Regions from separate parts of the Mus musculus genome. Here all the other regions are linked to region 3. The links are chromatin contacts, called in public HiChIP or PLAC-seq and promoter capture Hi-C maps. All regions are on one chromosome and are shown on one strand. Each heading gives the region's core, a stretch centred on a gene start, on an enhancer-like site or on the middle of the called end of the contact. The rest is flanking DNA. Distances are from core to core; before and after follow the strand shown.

The links. HiChIP or PLAC-seq counts read pairs in DNA pulled down with a chosen protein or histone mark. Capture Hi-C pulls out chosen DNA fragments and counts their contacts.
Region 1: a contact with region 3 is called in a promoter capture Hi-C map of adipose tissue, with 2.4 times the contacts expected there. The contact joins two enhancer-like sites. A contact is called at or near these places in 2 of 15 datasets of contacts at CTCF or cohesin (large pre-B cells and pro-B cells), 4 of 484 Hi-C or Micro-C datasets (CD4 T cells, bone marrow-derived macrophages and double positive thymocytes), 2 of 115 datasets of contacts at active chromatin or transcription factors (bone marrow-derived dendritic cells and effector CD8 T cells) and 4 of 9 other capture datasets (adipose tissue, embryonic stem cells, liver and 1 more).
Region 2: a contact with region 3 is called in a CTCF HiChIP or PLAC-seq map of CD8 T cells, with 5 read pairs. The contact joins two enhancer-like sites. A contact is called at or near these places in 1 of 15 datasets of contacts at CTCF or cohesin (CD8 T cells) and 1 of 115 datasets of contacts at active chromatin or transcription factors (effector CD8 T cells).

Annotation. Positions count from the first base shown.
Region 1 is chr10:39,519,554-39,524,625 of GRCm38.p6, reverse strand. It overlaps Fyn (Fyn proto-oncogene), which reads right to left. Exons shown (of 14, transcript NM_001122893.1): 6 at 1,774-1,872. Among named protein-coding and RNA genes, the nearest start is that of Gm40627, 68 kb to the left of the region's middle. Within about 2 kb of position 2,620, at least 32 of the 459 cell types and tissues checked have an H3K27ac peak or open chromatin away from gene starts, as enhancers often do.
Region 2 is chr10:39,483,155-39,487,562 of GRCm38.p6, reverse strand. The region is part of intron 3 of Fyn (Fyn proto-oncogene); the gene reads right to left. Among named protein-coding and RNA genes, the nearest start is that of Gm40627, 100 kb to the left of the region's middle. Within about 2 kb of position 2,787, at least 50 of the 459 cell types and tissues checked have an H3K27ac peak or open chromatin away from gene starts, as enhancers often do. A contact at or near this core is called in CD8 T cells, where this site is marked.
Region 3 is chr10:39,336,992-39,341,419 of GRCm38.p6, reverse strand. No RefSeq gene overlaps it. Among named protein-coding and RNA genes, the nearest start is that of Gm31616, 30 kb to the left of the region's middle. Within about 2 kb of position 1,414, at least 39 of the 459 cell types and tissues checked have an H3K27ac peak or open chromatin away from gene starts, as enhancers often do. A contact at or near this core is called in CD8 T cells, where this site is marked.

The sequences.
Region 1 (5,072 bases), core at 1,371-3,870, 180 kb before region 3:
TGCCGTGGCAGGAAGCCTCACAGGCCTCCTCAGGACCGGAATGCGTCTTTTGTCTCTCCACTTGAGCTGCTGAGTCCTAACCAACGCCCGGCAATCCGTTCACATTTCAGCACTGGATTGTATATGAGAGGATAAGTATGCCAAGAGCCCAAGGGAGAGTTCTGGAACATTCCACCAGAATCTGTGAGTAGGAGCAGCTTTCAGGACCAAACCATCACAGTATTCATCTATGAAAGCAAATGGTTTTAAAAATGAAGCTTCAATTCACCATGCCTGAATGTAGCTAGGAAGTTCACCATCAGATCCTTCTGTGAGTCAAAGAATTTCACCGAAGGAGCGTCACCTTCAGTGACTTGAGAAGTACCCAAACTCTCCACAATCCCAGCGTAGCAATAGCTGCTGTAAAGGATACGACACCAGCTATGTGAGAAATGTCTTTTTTTGGTTTGTATCAGTAACTCAATTAAAATGCTGTGTAAAACTGGTGAGAGGAAGGCCTGCAGAACAAGAGGTTACACTTAACCACACGCTGCTTGTGCAAAATACCGATTAATTGCACGTGTAAAAACCACAGGCTGTATTTTAAAAAGCTAACTTATACTCTAAAAAGCCCAAAATATTAAAAAAAAACCTTATCATTATAAATATGACTTAAATATGCACCCCCAAGTGGATTCTCAGTTAAATCAAAGGAATGTTACTTTGTAGTTAAGTTTTAAATTCCGAAAAGACACAGGAGATATTTACCAATCTGTCCTAAAAATTCAATACAAATACACATATTTCCTATTTTCTGATAATGAAACACACTAGTAACGAAGGGGGTAAAACAGCTCAAAACACAGTGCTGGAGAAGCAGAAACAGATCGAAGTGTAGGAGTACAAAAGACTTAAAGAAGAATGATGGACGCATGAGGATTAGGCTAGGGTGAAGGTCTACTCCTCTGTGCTGTGCCTCCGCAAATCCACAGCAGGCTGCAGGCCGTGAGCAACCGACAGTGACTCCTTTCTCTTTCTGGTGAGGTCTGTCCCTGTAGGTGGGGTAGAGGCCATCCATGTTCCTGAGCTTGGGACATCAACCTCCCTCCCCATTTCCTAAGAGTTCCTACAGGTTTCTCTGGAAAGAGAATGAACAATGACCAGTCAGCCATCCTTTGAGAGCCCCAGACTCCTACCACTTTCCAAAACTGCCTCCCTCCAGTGGGAGGGTGGGGCCAAATAACTGCTGGTCAAGGTCGACCAGCCACAACACCAACCGAGACCTCAGTCCAAGGAAAATATCCCTCGAAGCCCACAACTGCAGTAGTTTCCAAGTTGCTCTTCTGCCTGGGGAACAAAAAGCTATGTCTTTTCAGAAGGCTCAGTATTTCTGATTATCAAGCAGAGGACTCCTGTGTGTGTGTGTGGGCTTAATCTCTCATAATTATCTGCCTCCCAAGTGCTCAGGGAGCAGACTGCAGGCGCACGGTGGGCTCTCAGTAACACACACTGCAGCTGTGGTTTCCCCACATTGGTTTTTCATCTGGAGCAAGTTACTGGGTTTTCATCTAGGGTACTCACATAGAGCTTCTCAATCAGAAAACGGACGGGCTCAAAGGAAACCACGAAGTGAATAACAGTGTACTGCGCAGACTCGACAGCACAGCAGGACTGTAGCCTCTCAACCCTTAACCACTGGGAAAGGTCTTCTCGCTCCTGTGCTGTGTCACTGGCATTTTATGTGACAATTAAAAGCAGATATTTAGACAGACAACAACAACAACAACAACATACTCTTCTGCCTGGATGGAGTCAACTGGAGCCACGTAATTGCTGGGAATGTAACCAGTTTCCCCGGTTGTCAAGGAGCGGGCTTCCCACCAGTCTCCTTCCCTGCAAAGGAAAAGAAGGGACATGAATTGAACGCACCATCCAGCTGGGAATTCTGCAGGCCGACCCTATGCCTTTTCTGTAGCCTTGTGCCCCCTTCTGCAAACTTTCAACACGGGCCCTAAGAAATCCAAAGCACCACGCGCTGAAGTCAGAGTGCTTTTCTTACGTGCACGAGGCTCTAGGTTCAATACCCGGCCCCACATAAGCTAAGGGTGGAAATCCCAGTAGGAGGTTGAGGAGTTCAAGGGCATCATCAGGAGATCCTGAAACGGAAACTTTCCCACTTAGGGCTCGGGGAGGAGCATCTTTCTGGGTAGGAGGCAATCTTGAATGAGGGGTGTGTGTGTGTGTGTGTGTGTGTGTGTGTGTGTGGAGTACACACACCAGCCTCAGTTTACTTTGGAGAAGCAGTAGGAGGCCCAGTGAGGGTTGGATGTATGCTTAGTGGACCTATCAAGCTTGCTCTTGACGAAGTAGGAAGAAGACATGACCTTCTGCAGGTAGTATAAGAACACCACATAACAGGATTTCCTCAGACACTCTCAACAGGATGTTACTCTATTAAACATTCATAGCTCCCCCCACCCCCACCCCCAGATTCAGATGGAGGCCAGGCAGTTGTGTAGCTGGAGGGCAGAAGAGATCTCTGAGCCACTGCAGCAAAATTCTCAGAGTGTGAATCAGGAAGGGCACTTCCGACTCTCAGTTTACAGTCACTATATATAGAACTATTATCCATACGCTTGGATTCATGAAGGTTTATGGCATGTGAGCTTCCTCCCATTAACAGTGGGTGGGCCAATGATCATGTGCGTGGAGTTTAGCTGTGACTTGCACCAAATGAAAGCCTCTCTATCTATGAGGGCCAGGGAAACAGGCCTGCCGGTCACCATATTAGGCGCCTCAGCCTCTGACCATTACAGACACATCACCTCCTTTTCTTCTTTTTTTAGTCTGTGAAGGTAACAAGAGAAACCTCAGGCCTTTCTTTTCTTTTTCTTTTTTTTAAAATTGTCTTTGGCTGGGCTCTGTTGATGCTCAGTCAGGGAAGAAAACGTACTGATTTTGGGCTGGGAAGACCTTCCCCAGGTCAACATTAGGTAGACACCCTGGCCTCCTGTTAAGCCAGAGTCCTCCCTCCTTCAGGTTCCCTACAGAAAAAACTTCTGAGCAGGGGTACCAAGGACCAGTGACATCTGGTGGGGCTTTAGAAAGTCACAGAATAAAAGAATAAAATGGGAACTCATCCAAGTGGGTGTGGCTATGAGATAAATAACAGTAGAAAACACACACATACACACACACACACCCAAAGTGCTAATATAAGTTTTAAAAAATTATATTAAAAAATTATGTGTAGGCATGTGTGCCTCTCTATGCAGTAATGTGCAGAGGAGTGGAGGTGCCCTTGGATACCAGAGACCTCTATCCTGCTGGAGCTACAGATGGTTATGAGCTTATTGATGTGGGTGCTGGCAGCACACTCTTAACTCCTGAGCTATCTCTCTAATTTTGAGGGATTATAAAACCTATTTCTTGGTTAGGGGTGTTAGAGCACACATTTAGTCCAAGCACTTGGAAATAGAGCCAGGTGAATCTCAATGAGTTCAAAGCCAGCCTGGTCTACAAAGTGGGATCCAGGACAGTCAGGGCTACATAGTGAGACAACAAACAAACAAAGAAACTCCTAGCATCTTTCCTTTTTAACCTTATTAAACTAACAGATCAACCATGAGAGTGATACTGTAGTTCTCTTACCCAGAAAACTGTTTAATTATAATCACATTGTGTCCATATTCTTATTTGAAATATTTATACACATCAAAGAATTTACATAGACAAAACTCCCCCAAGGAGAGCCATGTCCTTTGTCAAGTGAACATCTCTCTTAGCTACCATTCGTGCATGTGTGCATGTGTGCCTCTGCCTTGTACATCTCATGACGTAGATGCTTTGTGGCCGCGTGCCTGCCTAGTGCACACAAGGCCAGGAGCCCATCCCCACCCCCAAGGAGAAAACCAAGTTAACATTTTAAGTCAGCACTGTTCCCATTTCTAGCCCCACAGAAATATATGTAGTTGTAAGTCTAGCATCTAAATGCATATTGGAAGTTATACTGACCACCATGTGTTTAAGAAAAAGGCTTTACCTTCATTTTAATAGTGAGTGTTTACTGCTCTGAAATTCCACTAGATGGAGACATTTCATCATTGAAAAACATAAAGATCACCCACTGGCTCTTCACAGCAACCAACCTTCACTGCTCCCAGCCTGGGAACCGCTCCAGACAGTGAAGAAGAATGAAGAGCTGGCAGCCCAGGCTTGTCTCCTAACGCATGCTAACCTTCATCAAGTTACTTCTAGTTAAATCAAAGTGAAAAAGAGCGAGCACCAATTTCAGGTGATGTCAGGATGTTGGGGGATCTTGCTGCAATCGGGGACAAGCCCAGTCTTACTCAGGTGACTGAGTAATCATGAATTGACTCACTAATGAGGCAATTTCCAATTTAAGTTAGTATCAGCTGTCTTGTTTTGGTGTAGCCATCTAAATAAGTTTACACACATTAGAATGTAACAGTTGTTCAGAAGAAAGATAGCACCACTCTGGACTTAACGTTTCTGGGCCATTTTTCCCCCTCACAAGAGTGACACACAAATGACAAACAGTCACACATTATAAGGCAAATGTCACATCTTGTGGCATTTTTCTCACACTCTATTCTCACTGGTCCTAGACTCAAAATATCTACTACAAGCTGTTAGGTAAATAAACAAGCAAAAACTATTTAATTCACTGGCAGCACCCATTCACCTCCACAGTCCTGCACACAGTGTTGGTTTGGAGCGGGATCTCTAACAGGACCCTTACACTTATATTTTTGGTTGTGAGCCTAGCCTTTAACGGTTGAGCCGTCTCTCCAGCCCAGGACCCTTATTCTTGACTTGAGCTACTGTAGTTAATCAGCATTTGAAAATCTGTGCCTGTGTGTGTGTGTGTGTGTGTGTGTGTGTGTGTGTGTGTGTGTGTGTGTGTGTGTGTGTGTGTGATGCATGCTGTTCAGGTATTCTTGCCAGTGTGTTTGCATGTCTACAGAGGCCAGAGGACTACATGGGCATCTTTCTCAGTTATTCTCTTCTTTGTTTTTGAGAAAGGGACTCTCACTCTCACTGAACCTGCAGCTAGCTCATTTAGCGAGACT
Region 2 (4,408 bases), core at 1,538-4,037, 140 kb before region 3:
GCGCCTGTGTGTGAGACTTTCTCCAGTGAGTTATTACAAAAGCCAACGTTGCCAGCCCAGTCCTTTCTGCTCCCAGTCTGAGAAGCAACCATACACTTGCTCCCATTGTTGCTGTCCCCGCAGTGAGGGGCTGGCACTCACCAAATCTATGCTCTGCTATTTGGACTTTCAGGTTCTGGAACCGTGAACTAAATGCACCACCTCACTGCTTAAGTGGCCTGCTCAGTTACTTTGTTATGATGACGTAAGGCAGATCCATACAGCGTCTGGGCAGCACCCGCAGAAAGGACTGGTGAAGGAGGGGTGGGGGAGGAGGTTCCTGGGCTGAGAAAGGGGGAAATCTGTTCCAGGGAACAGTAACGGTATTTGGCAAAGGGCAGGGCCTAGTGTGGAAAAGGGAGCAGGCCGTGGCAGTTTCTAAGCAGCAGCCACACAGCAGACTTGTGTTTTCAAAAGGTTAAAATTGCAGGTTAAGTCTGATGAGATGGCAAGGAAACAACAGGATGTCTCAATACTTCACGAAAAGTTCTGGTTTAAGAGCACACACACACACACACACACACTTTAAAACATATAAATAGGGACTGGAGAGATGGCTCAACTGTCAGGAGCACTGGCTGCTAGAGCTTCCACAGGTCCTGAGTTCAATTCCCAGCAACCACATGGTGGCTCACAACCATCTGTAATGAGATCTGATGCCCTCAATAGTGTACTCATAAATGAAATAAATAAATCTTTAAAAAAACAAAACATATAAATAAGCCCCAGGGGGAGTGAATACACACTGCCCCCAGCAGAGTTCAGAGATTTCTGTTTCCCTCAAGTTACTCATGAGCCCCTGATCTTTCACACAATTCTCGGAAAGTCTCCTGTGAACAGGAAACACTGTTTCTCACGTATGAGTGACCTGTGGCTGTCCTGAAGAAAATGAAGAGATTTTTCTGTGAATCTGGGGAGGCTGAAGGAGGCATGTGCATCTTTCGGCTTCTTTTCAACTGATCACCACCCTTCCAGCCCTCCATCCCCTGCTGTCTACATTATTTTCCTCCTCCTCAGCTCCAGATCCTCCATCCTCCTCCTCCTCTCCCTTGCCCCCTCTTCTGAGTTCACACATAATTTAGATACAGTGTGATATACAGACTGTAAATTTATAGTTCAGTTGGCTCCTTTGCCAATCCCATCCCAGTTGAAGGCTGCAATTTCACCATAATTTTTCTCTGGTCCAAATTTTCATATACATATAACCACATGGTGTGCATTCTTTGTGTTTATTTACTTTATTCAGGACATTCCTGAGATAGTTTATTATTCCTGAGTACTGTGGTAATTTCCATTGATTTATTCATGTCAGCAGTTTGTTGCTTAAAAAATGATCTACTATTTTTTGGCAGGCTTTCTTTCCCCTCCCCCACCAAATTTCTGTCAATCATGTAATAACCACTAACTCACAGCAGAGCAAAAGACACAACAGAAAAGACAATGGTATGTATGAGTCCCAACGAAACCATTGGCTGTCCTCCACGTTAACCGGTGCCCTCAGAATCCTCTAAAGGCAACTGAGGCTAAACTTCAGTAAATTAGGGCACACGCTCCCTTTGTCTTAGTGCTCTAAGTCTGGATCACATAAACAGATGGAAAATGGGTCTTAAGAGAAAGATGTCAACTTACTTGTGTAGTTGGGGGGTCACACAGATCATTTAGTTAACTAAAATACTTGTGTAACGAATTTAAAATGTGAGTTTGGGAAGATGGCTTGAGATTAAGAGTATTTGTTGCTCTTTTGGAGACCAGGTTTCGTTCCCAGTACCCACAAGGTGGGTTACAACCATCTTTAACTCCAGTTTCAGGGCATCGTGTACTGTCTCCTGGCCTCTGCAGGCACCAGGCATGAACATGGTACACAGACACACTGCAGGCAGAACACTCATATGCATAAACTAGAAGTTTAGAACTGTGCCTACAGAGGCTTGTGCAGGCTCGAGATGCGCTCCCTTATCTGAGTGACTCCATGGGAGGTAGGCTAAGACTGTCCAGCCAAGAAAGGAGATGATTAAAAGGCACTGAAGAATTTGTAGGTTTCCTTTCAGAGAACCACCACACTCATGCCAGTAACCGTTTGATTACTTCATGTATGTTCAACCAAGAGACAAGACACTGAAGCCTTACGAACACCCAGGAGCTCCAGCCAAAAAGGGCTCACAGAACAGCACAGTCAGGGGGCAAAGTCAGAGAGAGGTGGCAGCTGATGCTCAGTCTTAATTAACCTAGAGATACTTTACTCTGTTTAAAACACTCGCACTGACACCCAGCAGCTCACTGTCTGCCCTGCTGCCAGGATTTTACACAAAAGCTGGATACTGGTGTCCTGCTGATTTGGAGTACATTATTTGGGTCGGTTGGCTCTTCCCTCTCACACTACCCACTGCTTGTGCTGTAAACTGAGCAGTCATGTTAACTCCAACACGCCCACCACTCTTGGGGAATGATGGTGTTTCACACTCCCGTGCTGAAGACACACATCACAGAGTGCTGAGCTGAGCCCAACTGGATTCTGAGAACCATGTGGCTAGCGTCCCGTAAGAAGTCCTGAGGCATCCTTTCTGCTTCTGAGACTAGATGCACTGTTAGCTCTCTAGTGTTCCAAAGCAGCTTAATATTTGCTGAGCATCACTTATAGGCCTGATACTGTGCTTTTAAAAGTTTCCTTCTCAGCTCTCAAAGATGAGCAGAATGAACAGCCTGGGCGTCCCCTTTCATTACCGTCCTCCACACAGCCTTTCTGCAGTGCCATGAAGGAGGTGGCCGGCAGGGAGAGGCGAAGACCAAGCATGAACAAACAGAACACCAACGGCTTCCCTCTTTGATCTCTCTCCTTATACATTTTAACATTACATTTGGTAATTAGGTCAAAGTGAGAGATGCCACTGTGGAGAGCTAAGTTAAAGCTGAACAATTATTTCTCAGAAGATTGCTAATTAGACTGACAGGAGGAGGCTCTGGAATGTATAATCACTCTGATAGGCAGCTTCGTGCAAGGCATCTCGTAAATGAAAGCCATTTGAACACTTCACAGGAAGCAGCTGCAGCTGCTAAGGGGACGTGTGACATTAAGGAAATGCAGAATTTCATGGGGTTATTTCATGGACTCATATATCAGATATTTCCCCTTCTAAGCAGGAGAGGGCTGGGTTTCCACGAACTGTTCTCACTTCATATTGCTCTCATTTGGCTTCCCCAGCTTGGCTTCCAGGAGACAACTGTGGCATATTAAGAATAAAAATCCAAAGGAACATGAGCTGGCATTGAGAGACATTTATATTTCAAAGGATAAGGGCCTTTGTCTGGGTAGACAGTTTGGGTTTGATCGGCTATACAGAGCTGCACTGTCTAATATACTAAATTGGCATTAACCAAACATGGCTGGTACAACCTGAAATATAACTGTGAAGTACATGAGCGAACTGTAAAAACTTAACATGGACAAGGGATATAAAAATAACAATAAAATTTAAAATGTCATTATTTATAAAAATGATGTTTTAAATGTGCAGACTTAAATAAAACTTATACCAACATTACCGTTGTATTTCTTTTTGCTTTTCCAATGTAGCCAGTAGGAAATTTAAAACTACCCCCTCACCTGTTTCAAAGATTAATCTTCATTGTCAATTTGACAATATTTAAAAATCACCTTGAAAACACACTTTTCAGTGTTTAATGAAAGCCCTTCCTGAAGGGCTTAAATGAAGAAGGAAGACACAGTCTGAATGTGGGTGGGTGAGTGGCATCCTCCCCATGGGCTGAGGTCCCTAAGAGAAGGAGGAAGTAGGCTGGATATGAGCACTCTGCTTCCTAACTGTAAACAACAACAATAATAATAAATAACAAAAATAATCTAAGTAGCTGTTGAATGCGCCAGCCATCATGCAATGTCAACTGCCCCTCCCCCCATGAAGGACTGTGTCTCATCAAACTGTGAGCCAGGAGAAGCCTTCCTTCAGTGACCTCTTTGTCAGGTATTTACCACAGCAGTAAGAAATCGTGAGTCTACCAGTGCTTTAGTTTGCATCTTGTCCCTGGGACAGCAACTGGTATAGAGACTCCATGACAGACGACATCAGCCTAAGTTGCAGGTTTGTGAGCCATCCACAGTGAGATGTTCCCCAGGAGAGGAACACAACTCCAGAGCAGACAAACCCACATATGGTTCTGCGCTGGCCAGAGAGTGGGTGACCTTAGCTAGGCCACTTGCCATCTCCAGACTTTAACCTGTGCAACAGTTGATCCAAATACGGTTGAGAGTTTCTTCTCGTGATGATAGTATTTTCAGTCTCTGGCGATTCCTAAAAGCTAGTAACTCCTAGGTGAACAGGAATTAAACATCCCACATACACACACCTCAAAGTCA
Region 3 (4,428 bases), core at 165-2,664:
AGTGTGGAACACAACAGATCCAAACAGGAAGTTGTTTATAAATAATAAAGCAGTGCGTTGTTTATTTATTTTTGTTTTGTTTAATTTGTTTGTTTGTTGAGACAGGGCCTCACTAGGTAACTCTAGCTGGCCTGGAACTCACTATGTAGACCAGGCTGGCTTCCAAATCACAGAGATCTGCCTGCCTCTTTATGTAGGGTAGTGGGATTAAAGGCATGTGCCACCATGCCCTGCTGAGTAGTGTTTGAAATCCTGTTATACTCAATCATATTTCCATCATGTCTAACTTCCAGCTTCTTGGAGAATCTGAAAGCATCCACTTGACATGCCCCTGCCTGCGTCTCTGAGCTCACTTTCTTCTTGTCATTGGGTTTCTTGAAGACTTCTTTCTTGTCCCAGGGAGCCTAGGATTTGCTCCCTCTTCCTGGCCTCTTCTTCCCTGATCTTTGTCTCAACCCAAATCCAAAAGGTTATCTTATGTTAACTAGCTCCACCTTCAAGTTCCTTCTTCCTACACGGGCCTGTGTCCTTTATTGTACACACTGTTGGTAATTATCATGGTTATTTGCATGTTTTCCAGATCTTAGCTTTGATTTGTTTGTTTGTTTTCCTCCCCTGCTAAAAGAAATATCACCTCTGGCCCAGACAACTTCTGTGTCTATTCTAGAGTCCAAGCTTAAAGACTGAACCCTTCATGACCCTCTGCTGGGCCATTATAAATGATTCAGGAAACAAGGGAAACGAACAACTGCTCAAAAGGCGATGGCTAAGGAGCAGTTAATTAGGGTGGGGCTTTATTCTTTTTCCCCCTCTTTGGGTAGGAGCCAACCTCTCGCCAAGCCATAATTTGTGTCTTCATATGTGCTTTTCAGACATTCATGTTTAAATGCCTTTCCAGGAATGCTTTGATGAAAAACTGGCTCACCTGTGTGGTCTGAAAGATGCTTACCTGGAGACACTATCCAGGCCCAAGGATGGCTTCTTGCCCGGAAATACCCCTTTCTTATTCTCCTTGCCTTTCGTCTCAAGGGTCTACTTTGTCAGCCCTGGATTTTAAGTCATGCCATTTCTGTGGGCATCTGCACCTGCTTCTTCTAACCTAAAGCACATGTTAAGGTGTGGGTCCTAGCACACAGGTATTCCTAGCTGGGCAGAAGCATATACATCTTCATGTGTCCTGACAAATAGTTTTTTAAATCTTTTTGATGTCACTGGTGGTGTGACTACTCAGACAATGGCTCAAGCCAATAGAAAGTCATTATTAGCCTAGCGGTGACTACACTGGGTATTTGGGACCCAGTGAAGTCCCCAGCCTTTCTCAAGGTAAGCTTCTAAGCATAAAACCACATCCTCAGTTAACATGCCTCGGTTAGCAAGAAGGGTTAGCCAGAAGCAGAACTACAGAAACCAGAAAGCAAGGTTAGTACATTTAGAGACCTTCCCAGAAGTAAGAGCTTGGTTGGATTAGGTCTTTGCTATTCTGGCAGCTGTTGCTGTCTTCATGCTGGGCTCCAAGGCCTGAATGGTGCCTCTGTCATGGTGTCAGCTGTGCTAAGGTCTGGGGCCTCTTACACTTGGCCTGCCTCTAGAAAAGAGAGGAAGGAAAAAATAAAATAAAAACAGAAAAGAAAGGGAACAGGAAGGAAATAGTTCACAGCTTATGTGATAAGCTACAACTTCCGGAGTCAGGAAGTGATAGGGACTACTGAAAACCTATAAGGCAGAGATAATATCAGAGAGAGTTTTAAAGTACAGAGTAAATAAATATTGATAATGGTCAGCTTGCACAAATAAAGGTATTCAGTGTCTGATTATTTTTTGCTCTCATCATATTTCCAGTCAATTAGAAGCCAGTATTGTTAGGAATTTAGTTTTGATGGAGTTATGTTAAGACAATTTTACAAATGTGGTGGTTTGAGCAGGAATGCCCCCCCTCCCCAGAGGCTCGTGTGTTTGAATGCTTGGTCAATGCTTGATCAGGCAGTGTAGCCTTGTTGGAGGAGTGTAGTACTAGGGGTGGGCTCTGAGGATTCAGTGTGTCTCAGTTCACTTCCTGCTGCCTGCTGATTTGACTATAGAACTCTCAGCTGCTTCTCCAGCACCATATCTGCCTGCACAGTGCCATGTTTCCTGCCATGATGATAATGGACTAAACCTCTGAAACTGTAAGCCAGCCCCAAGTAAATGTTTTCTTTGTAAAAGTTGTTATGGTCATGGTATCTCTTCACAGAAATAAAAGCCCTAAGACACTGAATAATATAGGTGTTTTCAATATTAGAGAACTTTCTGGAAAGAATGTAGGTCACATAAGAGCCATCAAATTGATCACTTTCATGGTCCTAATAATCCCTTGCTTGAAAATTTCCACGGAATTAGTTGGAGGAAATGCTTCTTTGCACAAAGGTGTTTGTAGCTAGTCCATATGTTTTGACAATAGCAGCAAACAGCAATGGGCCCAGTATTATGTAAAAATCCCATAATTGGTAATATGGACATAATTGTTAGTTTGGTTCACCATTTCAGCATTAAAAATGGTAGATATGAGAATCATATGGACATATAAGGAAGTATATTTTAAATAGCAAAAAAAAAAAAATAGACAACAGAGCATCACACAGTGTTCACAATTCTGTCTATATATTATGTGCCTTATATGAGTACCCATGTTTGTGTAGGTGAGCATACAGATGCCAGATGCAGAGTTAGTTGTGTTTCTCTGTCACTGTCCACCTTATTTTTGAGATAGTATCTCTCACTGAACAAGGAGCTCAGTGAAGTGGTAGACCAGCTGACCAGAAAGCCCCACTCTTGTGTGCACTCCCCTTTTTATGTGGGCCATGGAGATTCATACTCAGGTCTCCATTCCTTCAGGACAGCACTTAACCAGCTGAATCTCTGCTCAGGTTGCAGGTCAGCTTCCAGATATCTTAAGAACAGAACCTCATAAAGAACAATAAGGGCTTGCACTGGATATTTATGGAAATGGGAGTGGCTTAGATTTAAATATATATAATTGTCTTGTTATTTACTTATATTTTAATTGTAATGTTGATCAAATATATTCTAATGGCAACATTCCAGTAGACAGAATTTAAAAATAAGCTCTATCCCCAGCTCTGTAATTTCCCCCTCTGCATGATCAGAATGAGCAATCACTCTGGCAGACTTTTCCCTTCAGGGAAGTGTTCGCTTGAGCTCCTAGCAAACTCACAGGGAGAAGCACTAGCAGAGAGAGAAATCTGCCTCCTGCTATATTTTCACCAGCTCAGCTAAAAAGATGCTGTTTTTGAGCGTCTTTTGTGTGTTTGTGCATTATATTGCAACATTCTGGATACAAGTATGCAAGCAGACATCCTGAGTAGGTTTCCTCCTTCCTGTTCCATCTCCCTGGAGAGCAGACATGATGGCTGGATCCCCAGAAGTTCTGTCCAATCACAAGATTCAATAGAATGGTTCAGTCACTGTCCTTTGTATCTATATTATCTGTACTTTTTTGTGACCTGTGTTCTCATTTACAATGTTGTGTCTAAATTTCTGGTTCATTTAAATGTCTTTTAAATATCTATTTGTGTGTTTGGCTGTTTTGTCTTTTTTGTTTTGTTTTGTTTTGTTTTTTTGTTTGTTTGTTTTGAGATAGAGGTTCTCTGTGTATTCGCCTTGGCTGTACTGGAACTTGTTTTGTAGACTGGAACTTGTTTGGCTGGCCTCGAACTCACAGAGATCCTGCCTCTGCCTTCTGAGTGCTGGATTTAAAGGTGTAAATACCATCTTTAGTGAACTCACTTAATTTAATTGCATAGGTTATGTAGTCTACTGAATCCTGAAGCAAGTTAATCCCATGGTTTGGACATTTAAGACATTCCGGAGTTTTGTTGTTGTTGTTATTATTATTGTTGTTAAAGCATTCTTTTATAAATAGATTTTTTTTGTAAATAGCATTCTTACGCATTTGTTTTCAGTCTGATCTTTGCATATTATAGTGATGTATTAGCTCAGTTAAAATGAAGACAAAGAGTACTTTCATAGTCCTGACCTTGGCCGATTTATTTTACTTCCACATCTCCATTGCCAATGTAAAATAGTATTATATCCCCTGCAAGTTTATACTAACCCTGGATGCATCTGTCCATTCACTCAAATCTTTGTCTTTGTCCTATAAACTTCATATCCTGTGACTAAAAACATATGTAACAAAATATATGTATACATATAAACAATAAACTATGTATAAAATGTATAAATATGTATAAAAATATAAACATTTAAACTATTTCCAGGTGTAATAGTTACCTTCGGTTGTATCAGTTACCTTGTGCTGCACAATCAATAGCATTATTTATTTCAGCACCTGCACCTATCAAATGCCAATCATCCTTTCTCTCTCTCTGTGGCCTGTGGCAACCCTTCATGCCTTCATGCATTGACTGA